Linked DNA regions of Hordeum vulgare: region 1 is linked to region 2. The links are chromatin contacts, called in public Hi-C maps. All regions are on one chromosome and are shown on one strand. The core of a region is the stretch at or near the end of the contact, and the rest is flanking DNA. Distances in the headings are between cores, read along the strand shown. Region 1 holds the start of LOC123430709. Region 2 has its middle 97 kb from the start of LOC123427599.

Region 1 (5,169 bases), core at 2,031-4,530, 210 kb before region 2:
TATAGTGTTTTGTTTACAATATATACATATAATACATTTGGAATATATTTGAAGGTATAAACAAAAGCAAAAAAAAATGCAAAAAATGTAAAAAAATGAAAAAGGAGGATGTGGCCTCCCGTGCTGGTGGGCCGGCCCATCATGTCCCCCTTTTCCCTCCCCTCTTGCTGAAGGCGAGAAATAGGGGTGCTCGTGGATAGGCAGGGCTGCTGCTGCTTATGCTTCGCGGTGGGGTTTGTGCGGCCTGGCTCGTTGTCGTTGGTCCATCGTAGATTACGGGCCTTTTTGGGACTTCTGTGTTTCATCAAAATCAACTCTGCTCCACTGAATTCACTTTGAAACAGTTTCATAAAGGAGTTGTAACTTTTTCAAAGAGAATGTTTGGCTTTCATGTAGCTCTAGCTTCAGAAATGAAAAATTTGATGAAAATGATCTACTTCCTCCGTCCAAAAATTTTGGACTTAGATTTGTTTATACTCCCTCTGTTCCTAAATCTAAGATCTTTTAGAGATTGCACTATAAACTATATACGGATGTACATAGACATATTTTAGAGTATATATTCACTCATTTTGCTCCTCATTTTGCTCCGTATTTAGTCTTTTAGTGGAATCTCTAAAAGGTCTTATATTTTGAAACGGAGGGAGTATATGAATGTATATAATCACGTCTTAGTATCAGGTACATCCGTATCTAGAAAATCAAAGATAAGAATTTTGAGATGGATGTAATATTTGATTGGATTGAATGGGAGAAATGAAGGGATATCCATTTACTGGTGGCAATGATGGGTAATTTTCTTTTAACTCTGGCTTCTACAATTTTATGAACCACCTGCTAAAGAGCTTCATAAAAAACAAGAAAGAAGTTACATCCCAGATTCTAGTTTTTTGCGAAGCGATATACCATGGAGCTACCCTGTTTGGCTTGCATCTTATAGAATGGAACAGATTTTTTCTAAAGCAGAGCAGTCCCAAACAGACCCTACATCCAGACCTCCCTTTGCCGATCTTCTCTGTGAGGCAGCGCGCTACTGTGCTCATTAGTAGCTTGACAGACACTGACACGCTGTTGAGCTGCTTGATTTGTTCCTTCAGCAAGGGAGTGGAATTTAAACGGAGTTAGTGCAATAAATTCAGGGATCGAGTTGACGGCGTCACATAGCAATGAAAATGCCAGAGTTCTTCAATTCATTTTCATTTACAACAAGGACGAAAAGAGTCTCAACTGCCATTGAAGCTCATAGGTCAAACTGTGATGTCTCAAACAAGATGGCCTTATGCCACAATCCACAGAGAGCTGTTATGCCAGAACATGCATGCAGATAAATTACAGGCCAATCCGACAATCTGTATTCTTCACCCAGAATCAAACCCTTTCAGACGTCCTTCATATCCACATCTACTTCATCCTCTGGGTTAGCAGGTGGTGCTGGGAAAACCTCGTCTACAAGAGCCACAAGCTCATTGGCACGGTCCTCTTCATCCTGCGGCATTCCTCGCTCATCCTTGCAAAATCTTTTCCCACACTCCTCTACCATCTGCAACAGAGAACGGACCAAATCAGATTAACAAGGTCTTAACCTAAAACCTCAAGATGATGGAGGTGAGCCAACAAAACAGATTGCGGTGGTACTTGTTTGCGAGCAGATGACTACAAGACCCAACGATTCTCTCAAAGTCTCTGGACAAAAAAATCAATTTCGTTCTGTGATAGCATAGTGTTTCACTATAGAGGGATCAATGAGGGGCATACGGTTTTGCATGCACATCTATACATGTGAAAGTAGGAGCGCACCCATACCCCAGAGAACACAGCTCATCTATATTCTATACTAGTTTAATTCATCAAGGAAAGGTAAAAAATGACCTACAGATGCCAGAATCCATACATAAGTAATAAACATCCATAGTAAGGATAACTTAAATCTCTTATTGATAAATAAAGTACATATGTAAGCACACATTTCTGAAAGATGCATCATCGCTATCAAAATATATTTGCATCACTATTTCAGAAAATCAATCAAAGCTGGCCAATAAAGCCGGGCAACGTTCAGTGTTGAGTTTAACCTCTCATCGTGATGAGGGATAAGAAAACTAAACACAAAAACAAAAGACACTTCTATTTCAAGATGTCACAAATGGTCCAGGGTATCACTATATTATATCTACATGTCTTGGTTTGTATCAGCTACCGCAGATAGCATGCTACCAGGCATCTTAAGATCAGCAAAATAAACATGGCAATACCGCATAAACATCAGCTGCTGAGGCTGGCCTCCAATTGATAATGTTTTGCTTGTCAGCGTCAGTAAGCTTGAAGCCCTCACATCTGTTTGCAAATTCAGTAACTGATTCCCTTGTCTGGTTGCAAGCAGGAGTTTTTAGGAGGTACTCATATACCTGTTTGTCGCACCAATAAACATGAGATCAATTTTAAGCATAAAAAAGGGACACGGGTCAACAGGTTACCGAGAATACACATTGGGTCAAGCATCAGAGAAACAAATGACTACCTTACACTCTGATGCAGCAACAGCCCCCAAACATCCCATGGGATCAATTTTTGCACCTCTAGTCCGTAAGAAGTCGAGAACTTCGAAGTTGGTGAGATGTCCTGCATTTGCTTTCTCTCTGCAGAACAGTAAAGAGCTTTGGATATTCAGAACTTCAGATTAGAAAGACAGCTGATAGGCAATGAAGATTCAGCTTTTAATATTCAGCATCTAGCTATAAAGTTTGAGACATAACTGTGACTCAACACTAACGCAAAACAAAATTAGGTTAGGACAACATGTCAGCCTCAACAGTTTATCTGCATAATTTCCCAATCAAACCAACTAACTCCTTGCCGATAGGATCTTCGCCCAGGGACCATTATTCACTAAACTAAGTTTTGCAAGGAATTGCACAATAGAGAGGGTAGTGTACAGCTACAATATAGTCATGGCACACAAAACATAAACAACAAATGAGTACGGACATCTTCATCGTTGCCGCTGCCGTGCACGGGAGCAAAGTAGATAGATCGACGCAGTATTTGGGCTGGACTGGACCGGGGCGGCGCGAATTCGACCGACGAGTGTCTCGTTCTGTGTAATCAGGGGGAGCGGCGACCTGATTATGCACCGAGCGAGGATTGGAGATGCGGGAGCGGGAGCGGCGGCGGCGGCGGCGGCGGCGGCAGTGTATTGCGAGCCGGAGCTGAAGGGTGGCGCCGGGTTGTGCGAACGAAAGAGGGCTGGACTAGGTTAGCAATTACCTGGCCATCTGGGCCGCCCGGCAGGCCCCAGCCCATGACTTAAATGTACCCGGCCCAAAGAGAAGGCTCTAGCGGTTACCTTGCCGTGAGCTAGCGAACACTCCTTCTTAAGCCTCTCAACGATTACTTCCATGTGCCACTACTTGACATGTTCTCATCCGCCGCCATATGTCACACTCTAAAAGTTTGCACCGGATTTTGTTTTTTATTTTATTTTTTTCGCATGCATTTTCGACCATTCGAATTGTTTTTCTGACTTTTTTGATGTTTTGATTTTTCATCGGTCTTTCTTAGCTTTTGATAAAAAAATAAAAAATTACGCATGCAAAAATGTGTTTCTATTTTATTTTACTATGAGAGGCATAATTTTGCTTTCGCGAGCGTGCCTTTCAAAAACAAAAAAAAACGCATTTTTGTTTTTTTATTGTGAGAGACATGGTTTTCCTTTCCTCACACGCATGGTTTGCTTCCGCGAGAGGCATGACCGTGCCTCTCGGAAACGATAAAACGCACTTTTTCACGAGAGGTATGGTTTTTCTTTCGCGAGAGGCACATCTCTGCTTTCGCGCGAGGCACAGTCGTGCTTCTTAAAAACGAAAAAATAGGTTCCCTGCTGTTTTTTAAGGCACGATTTTGCTTCTGTTAGAGGCACGGTTTTGCCTTTGTGAGAGGCACGACCGTGCATCTCGGAAACGGAAAAAACATGCTATTTATTTAGTTTTTTTCCTATCGGGAGAGGCACGATTTTTTCGTCCGGTTATTTTCGTGAAAAAAAAGTTTGTCAAAACCTATCAACATGGGATCTAGTTTTGAAGATCTCGACGCGAGAAACTCAATGGTGAAAAATGGTTTGAGATTGAAATGCACGGTTTAAGAGATAAACTTTTTGAAAATACAGATCTATGATAAAAGGAAAAAACTTTCAGGTTACGACAAGTGTCACACATGCAGTGCGTCACTTGTCGCAACGTGAGGTGGTGTGAGTGATCCTTGAAAGGAATACTCCTCAATTAGTAATTTTGGACTTTGCCCTTATTCTAAAAAATATTAAAAAAACTTGGTTTTGCTCGGGCGGATCCTATTTGATGCTTAAGCGTTCGTTCGCAAACGGGCGTGTTAAGGATGTTGTGGTATTTCCGCGGCAGATGTCACGGGGTGGCTTAGATCGTGGTTTGGGCCCGACGGGCGTCGGCGACGTCTGGGAACAGGTGTAGGCGCAAGATACATGACACTGATCTACCCAGGTTCAGGGCCCTCCGATGAGGTAAACCCCTAGTCCTACCTATGCGACTATATGAGATCGCAGTACAAATGGTGCTTCTGGAGTTGTCCGCGAGGAGGGAGACAAAGCTCTTGCTACAGGCCCCACTGCCTCGGTGGTGTGTGTGTTTCTAGGGTCTAAGGGTTCGCTAGTTGCTTCTAGCGTGCCCCCCTCTCTGGGGGGTGAGATGAGGTTTTATAGTGTAGCCTGAGATGTACAGTGGTGGGAGAAAGTAGGAGGCGGGACCTGACTGCCAGCCTCTCCGGCTGGCCGTGGGGCTTGCTGGCTCTCAGGTCTTGTTCGCCAGAGGGCCCATCGGTCGTGCGTCTCAGCGGCTAACGCGTCGATCGTTAGGGAGTAGGTAGGGGTGAGCATGGCTACATGGCTGCCTCGCCTGGTCAGCCTCAGGGGCGACGGGGGATCCTCTAGCCTCGCTAACTCTTGCACCATTGAGCCCGTGGCCACACCAAGCTCGTCATCGTGCAATGTGTCCATGAGCGCCTCTACATCATGCGTCGGGTCTCATCACCGTACGTGGGTACGGTCGGATGGGATGGGAGCTGACCAACCAGCTCGCGTCGGGCCAGCTTGCCAGGCCGAATGCTTCCAATCGACGTGTTGTGCATAGACCACACGGGCCGGCT
Region 2 (5,392 bases), core at 410-2,909:
ATGCCACCACGAGCACTGTTTTAGGCACCCATATCGGATCACACTCGCGCGCAATTAACCGGAACCATACGATCAAATCTTGGGTCTACAAAGGAATTCACATGCAACATTGTTTAGTGGTTCATCAACTTACTTCAGCAGTTCATTAGCAATCATTGCATCATATTATTTTTTATTTTCCCACATTTGAAGTTCACCTCAGGGTTGCCTCGTCATGCAATGAGTACAAAGGAATTTATTTTTCTTAGGCACGATGCTCAGGTAACCAACCAAACATGCCTTGTACTCGTTGTATGAATATGCTCCCTAGAAAGTATGTACGATGTGAGGAATATCATGCACTAGTAAGTAGCCGCTATTTGGGCATGTAGACAATGAACATATTGACAGTAGAACCCTTTTGATAGGGGCTCCACTATTCTTTGTGGATGTATAGGCCAAAGGATGTTGTTTGGGTCAAAAACCTTTAGTGGGGGAAGAGGATAGACGAGGGTTATGTCTCTCTTATTGCGAGAAATTTGTTCCTCTCACCTTTGGTGCTCCCGCTAGCGAGTCGGTCTGCTAACCTATCTTCTTCTCCTTTTTGGAAGCAGCATAGGAGCAGTAATGGGAACCTTTCGCCAGTTTTAGGAAGGTTTCGGTTGATCTTTTCTTCTTCTCTATTTATGTCTTTGTATCAGTTAGTTGTTGTCGATTTCCTTTCGTACTTTCCAGCTTTGTTTTTCTTTTTCCCATATTAGTTTTAGTTTTTTTATCTTACTTTTAAAATACATGCTAAAATTTTAAAATAGACGTTGAACATTTTATGGATACACATTGAAAAGTTTCCAAATAAATGTTGAACATTTCATTTGAATAGATGTTCACCATTTGTCAAATGCACATTGATTATGTTTTTAAAATACACATCAAACATTTTCCACACACAAATTGAATATTTTTAATAAATTTCATGAACATATTTTTACAATTTTTAAATTTTATGAACATTTTTTTAAATGATACTCTCTCTTTCCTATAATATAAGATGTTATTATAGTCAATCTAGAATGAAATATTTCTCCAGGATTATGCAGATGTTTTTCTACATTGAATGAACAATGTTTCTAAAACTTTCATGAACATATTTCTAAACACTTGAATTTTTTTCTGAATGGCACAAACATTTTTTTACAGTTTTTCAAATTTCATAGACATTTTTAGTAAATGTTGTGAACATATTCTTAAACATGAGAACATGTTTTAAATGTGACAAACATTTTTTAATGCTATTGTTTTGTTTTCTGTATACAAATTTACATGTCACAAACTTTTTTTAAAAACACTTTTTCAAACAATAGGAACGTTTCTCTGAAATGCTCCACATATTTCTAGAAGATTTAAGGATAAAAAGAACAAATAAAGAAAGAACAAATAAAAATAGAACAATCAGTATTCCCGGCAATCTATGGTATGGTCCCTGGTTTACTACAAAATAAGTATGACTTTGTACAAAACCAACAATAAGTAATATGAATAGGAGGATGTACTTTTCATAGAAGCAAGAAGACATACATGTGGATCGCTACAACTACTCTCGCGTTCTGCCTCCCTTTTATGGGTGTGGTGCCTTGTGTCCGCGCTGGGCTTGGCCCATTCATAGGATTGTTGCACGCGATGCCACGTCCGGGATGGGACCTCCTATTCGGCCCTAGCTGGGGTAAAGAGGCGCAGCTTAGCACAGGAGGCGAGTCGTTGGGGCCGTGCCGTTCGCTGCCCTTGGCGGAATGAAAAATTGCAAAAATTAAGGATGCAATATCTAGGGATCATACCCTCGACCTGAAATAGATGCGTGTGATACGCTAGCCACTATAACAGGCGACCTACTCTGCAAAAATTGCAGTACGAGTATTAAAGAACAAAAGGCAGCCGCGAAAAATAACAAATTGAAAATATGAACATTTTCGAAATTAAACTATTTTTACAAAATTAGATTTTTTTTAATTTGCATACTAATTTCGAAAATATGGAAATTCTAAATTTGTGGATAAATTTGAAAAATGTAGCATTTTCAAAATATGTGAACAAATTTAGAAAATAGGAGCATATATGAAAAATCCAAAATACTTTAGAATTTGTAAAGAAAAATTAAACATGTGATTTTTTTTGAATTTGGGAACAAAATTGAAACATGACCATTTTGTAAATATGTGAGCAAATTTCGAAACTGAAAATAAGTTTTCGATTTTTGAACAAATTTACAAAAGCAGGAACAATTTTTGAAATTATAGAACATTTATATTTTTTGTACAAAATTACGAAATATGAACATATTTAAAAATTCCCATGTATTTTTTAATTTATGAACAAAATTTAAACATGTGAACATTTTTTGAATTTCTGAACAAATTTTCAGAATCTGATTTTATTTTTTTGAATTATCGGACTTTTTTGGAACAAATATTCGTAATTTAGGAACATAATTTGAAAATAGGAACATTTTTTGTTAAGATGAACAAAATTTGTAAATTGCAAACTTTTTTGGAAAAAAAACATTTTTAGAATTGTGAACAAATTTTAAAACCGCGAATAACAACAACAACAACAACAACAAAGCCTTTAGTCCCAAACAAGTTGGGGTAGGCTAGAGCTGAAACTCATAAAATCTTGCGACCAACTCATAGTTCTCGCACATGGATAGCAGGCTTCCACGCATCCCTGTCCATAGCTAGTTCTTCGGTGATGCCCCAATCCTTCAGATCTCTCTTTATGGACTCTTTTCATATCATGTTCGGTCTATCCGGCCTCTTTTGACATTATCTGCATGCTTTAGCCGTCTGCTATGCACTGGGGCTTTTGAAGGCCTGCGCTGAATATGTCCAAACCATCTCACACGATGTTGGACAAGCTTCTCTTCAATTGGCGCTACCCGAACTCCATCTCGTATATCATCATTCCGGATTCAGTCCTTCCTTGTGTGGCCACACATCCATCTCAACATGCGCTTCTCCGCCACACCTAACTGTTGCACATGTCGCCTTTTAGTCGGCCAACACTCAGCGCCATACAATATTGCAGGTCAAACCACTGTCCTATAGAACGTGTCTTTTAGCTTTTGTGGCACCCTCATGTCACAAAGAATGCCACAAGCTTGACGCCACTTCAGCCATCCGGCTTTAATTCGATGGTTCACATCTTCATCGATATCCTCATTCTTCTGCAACATTGACCCCAAATATCGGAAGGTATCCTTCTGAGGCACCACCTCACCATCAAGGCTTACATCCTCCTCCTCCTCGTGCATTGTAGTACTGAAAGTGCACCTCATGTACTCGGTTTTAGTTCTACTAAGTCTAAAACCTTTCAATTTCAAGGTCTGCCTTCATAACTCTAACTTCCTGTTGACTCCCGTTCGACTATCATCAACTAACACCACATCGTCCGCAAAGAGCATACACCATGGGATATCTCCTTTTATATCACTTGTGACCTAATTTTGAAACCGCGAACATTTTTTGAATTTCAAATAAATTTTGAAACACCTAAAATATTAAAATTATTGAACAAAATTATAAATTTTTGAACATTTTTTGAAATTTGAAAAAAAATGAAACCATATTTTTATCAAAATATAAACTAAATTATAAATTGTGAAAGTTTTTTGAATCATGGAGAAATTTTGAAACCATGAACATTTTTCGAATTGTGAACAAAATTTAAATTCATGAGCAAAATTGTGTACATTATTTGAATTTGGAACTAATTTTGAAACTGTAAACATTTTTTTAATTATGAACAAATTTTGAAACCGTAAACATTTTCTAAATTATGAGTTAATTTTTAATTTTTTAAAAAAATTGCACAAATTTTGGAACAGTAAACATTTGTCAAAATAAACTTGACAAATAGAAAAGATGTAAAAGGAAAAAGGAAAAAAGAAAAAAAATACAAAACAACAGAGAAAAAATAATAATAAAAGAAAAAACGGTTCAGGGAACCTTTTAGTAGTTTCTCAAAACCAGAGAAAACCAGTTAGGAATCTCTAAGAAGGTTCATAAAACCGAGGGCATTGGAACACTTAAACCGGCCAGTTCGTTAGGTCGCTCGGGGGTTGCTGTCCTGTGCGTAGTGCCGGCAATTTGACGCAACATGATGATGGGTGGGGGGATAGAATTTTTCGTCCGGGATCGCTTATCTATCCCTACTAATAAAGCACGTAGTGCTTCTGTCGTCTATCGTGGCAATTTTGCAAAAAAGCCCCTGTGGTCCTGGGTATTCAACCCGCACTCCAGATGTCCCTCGCTGCCCCTCTTCAAGCTCCTCGAGCCCGGCTGCGCAGCCTACTCGCTCGCTCTTCCACACCCCCGACTGCCGCCTCCTCCGCTTCCACGCCCGCCTCCCCTTCTCCAGGTCATCAGCGTCCTCACCTCCGACGGCGCCCGCGTCGCCGCCGACGACGGCGCCACCGGCGAGATCCCGCTCGCCCTCTTCCACACCCCGACCACCACCTCGTCCGCTTCCGCGCCCGCCTCCCCTTCCGTCGGCGTCCTCACCTCCAACGGTGCCACCGGCGACATCCTACTACATAGACCCAAAGCCAAAGCAAAGAGAAGGCAGGAGTTGATCCATCACTGGACTCCTGCGATGCGCTAGATCTGATTGAAGACATGTTGCATCACAGTAGCCGGTTGTAGACTAGCCCCTGAGCGTGGCAGCATCGGAGATATGATGGGGGTGATGGAGCCGGTGGCGGCGAAGGGCGACAGTGAGTATTGGAGGGTGGAGCCGGAGGAGGAGGAGGAGCTAGACGAGGAGGAGTGGGAGCGCAGGGCCGAGGTGGCCCTGTATTTTTACAGCAACCCCTACATGTGTGAACGACGGACGACTCGGGGTCCTGTGAGCAGCCAAGTCTTCCTCTAGACGCGGCAGGGCTCCATTGCCGGCCGCACCACAACTGCGTGGAAGCCACTCCAATCTCTGAGCAGTTGTGCTTTTCTTCCTCTTCTCACTCCCATCGTCGGCGGCTAGAAGGTGCCAAGCCTCTGCAGTCTGCACCCTCCCCGATGTGCGCGCAGTCAGGTCGTCGTGGAAGGCGAGCAACAGGTCCCAAATCTTTTCAGTGAATGAACTACTGCATTCAAATTCAGAGAATTAAGTATGTAGAGATACAAATTCAGAGTTTATTGGCCTGTTGCACCAGTTAGGCGTAAACCACGCCAGGCCGTTGGAGCTCAGTGCTGGTCATTGTGAGCTGTTGGGCAGGCCCGCGTTGCGCGCGGTTGTGCGCGTCGTGTGCGTGGAGAGCCCAGCCAGGTCATGTGTGTGTGGTTGGCATGAGTGCGTGCATGTGTTAGTGGTCAGGTTAGTGGACGTGGGTGCTGTGTCGCCCAGGGCTATAATGTTGGAATTATGC

Evidence for each region. A called contact is a pair of places that touch in the nucleus more often than the background predicts.
Region 1: a contact with region 2 is called in a Hi-C map of leaf, with 6 times the contacts expected there. The contact joins the promoter of LOC123430709 here to the enhancer-like site in region 2. A contact is called at or near these places in 3 of 6 Hi-C or Micro-C datasets (leaf and seedling).

The regions. Positions count from the first base shown.
Region 1 is chr2H:599,504,120-599,509,288 of MorexV3_pseudomolecules_assembly, reverse strand. It overlaps LOC123430709, which reads right to left and starts at 3,280. Exons shown (of 4, transcript XM_045114555.1): 1 at 2,986-3,280; 2 at 2,519-2,636; 3 at 2,253-2,405; 4 at 1,162-1,540. The coding sequence starts at 2,993. The coding sequence ends at 1,379.
Region 2 is chr2H:599,294,963-599,300,354 of MorexV3_pseudomolecules_assembly, reverse strand. No RefSeq gene overlaps it. Among protein-coding and RNA genes, the nearest start is that of LOC123427599, 97 kb to the left of the region's middle. Within about 2 kb of position 1,659, at least 3 of the 3 cell types and tissues checked have open chromatin away from gene starts, as enhancers often do. A contact at or near this core is called in leaf and seedling, where this site is marked.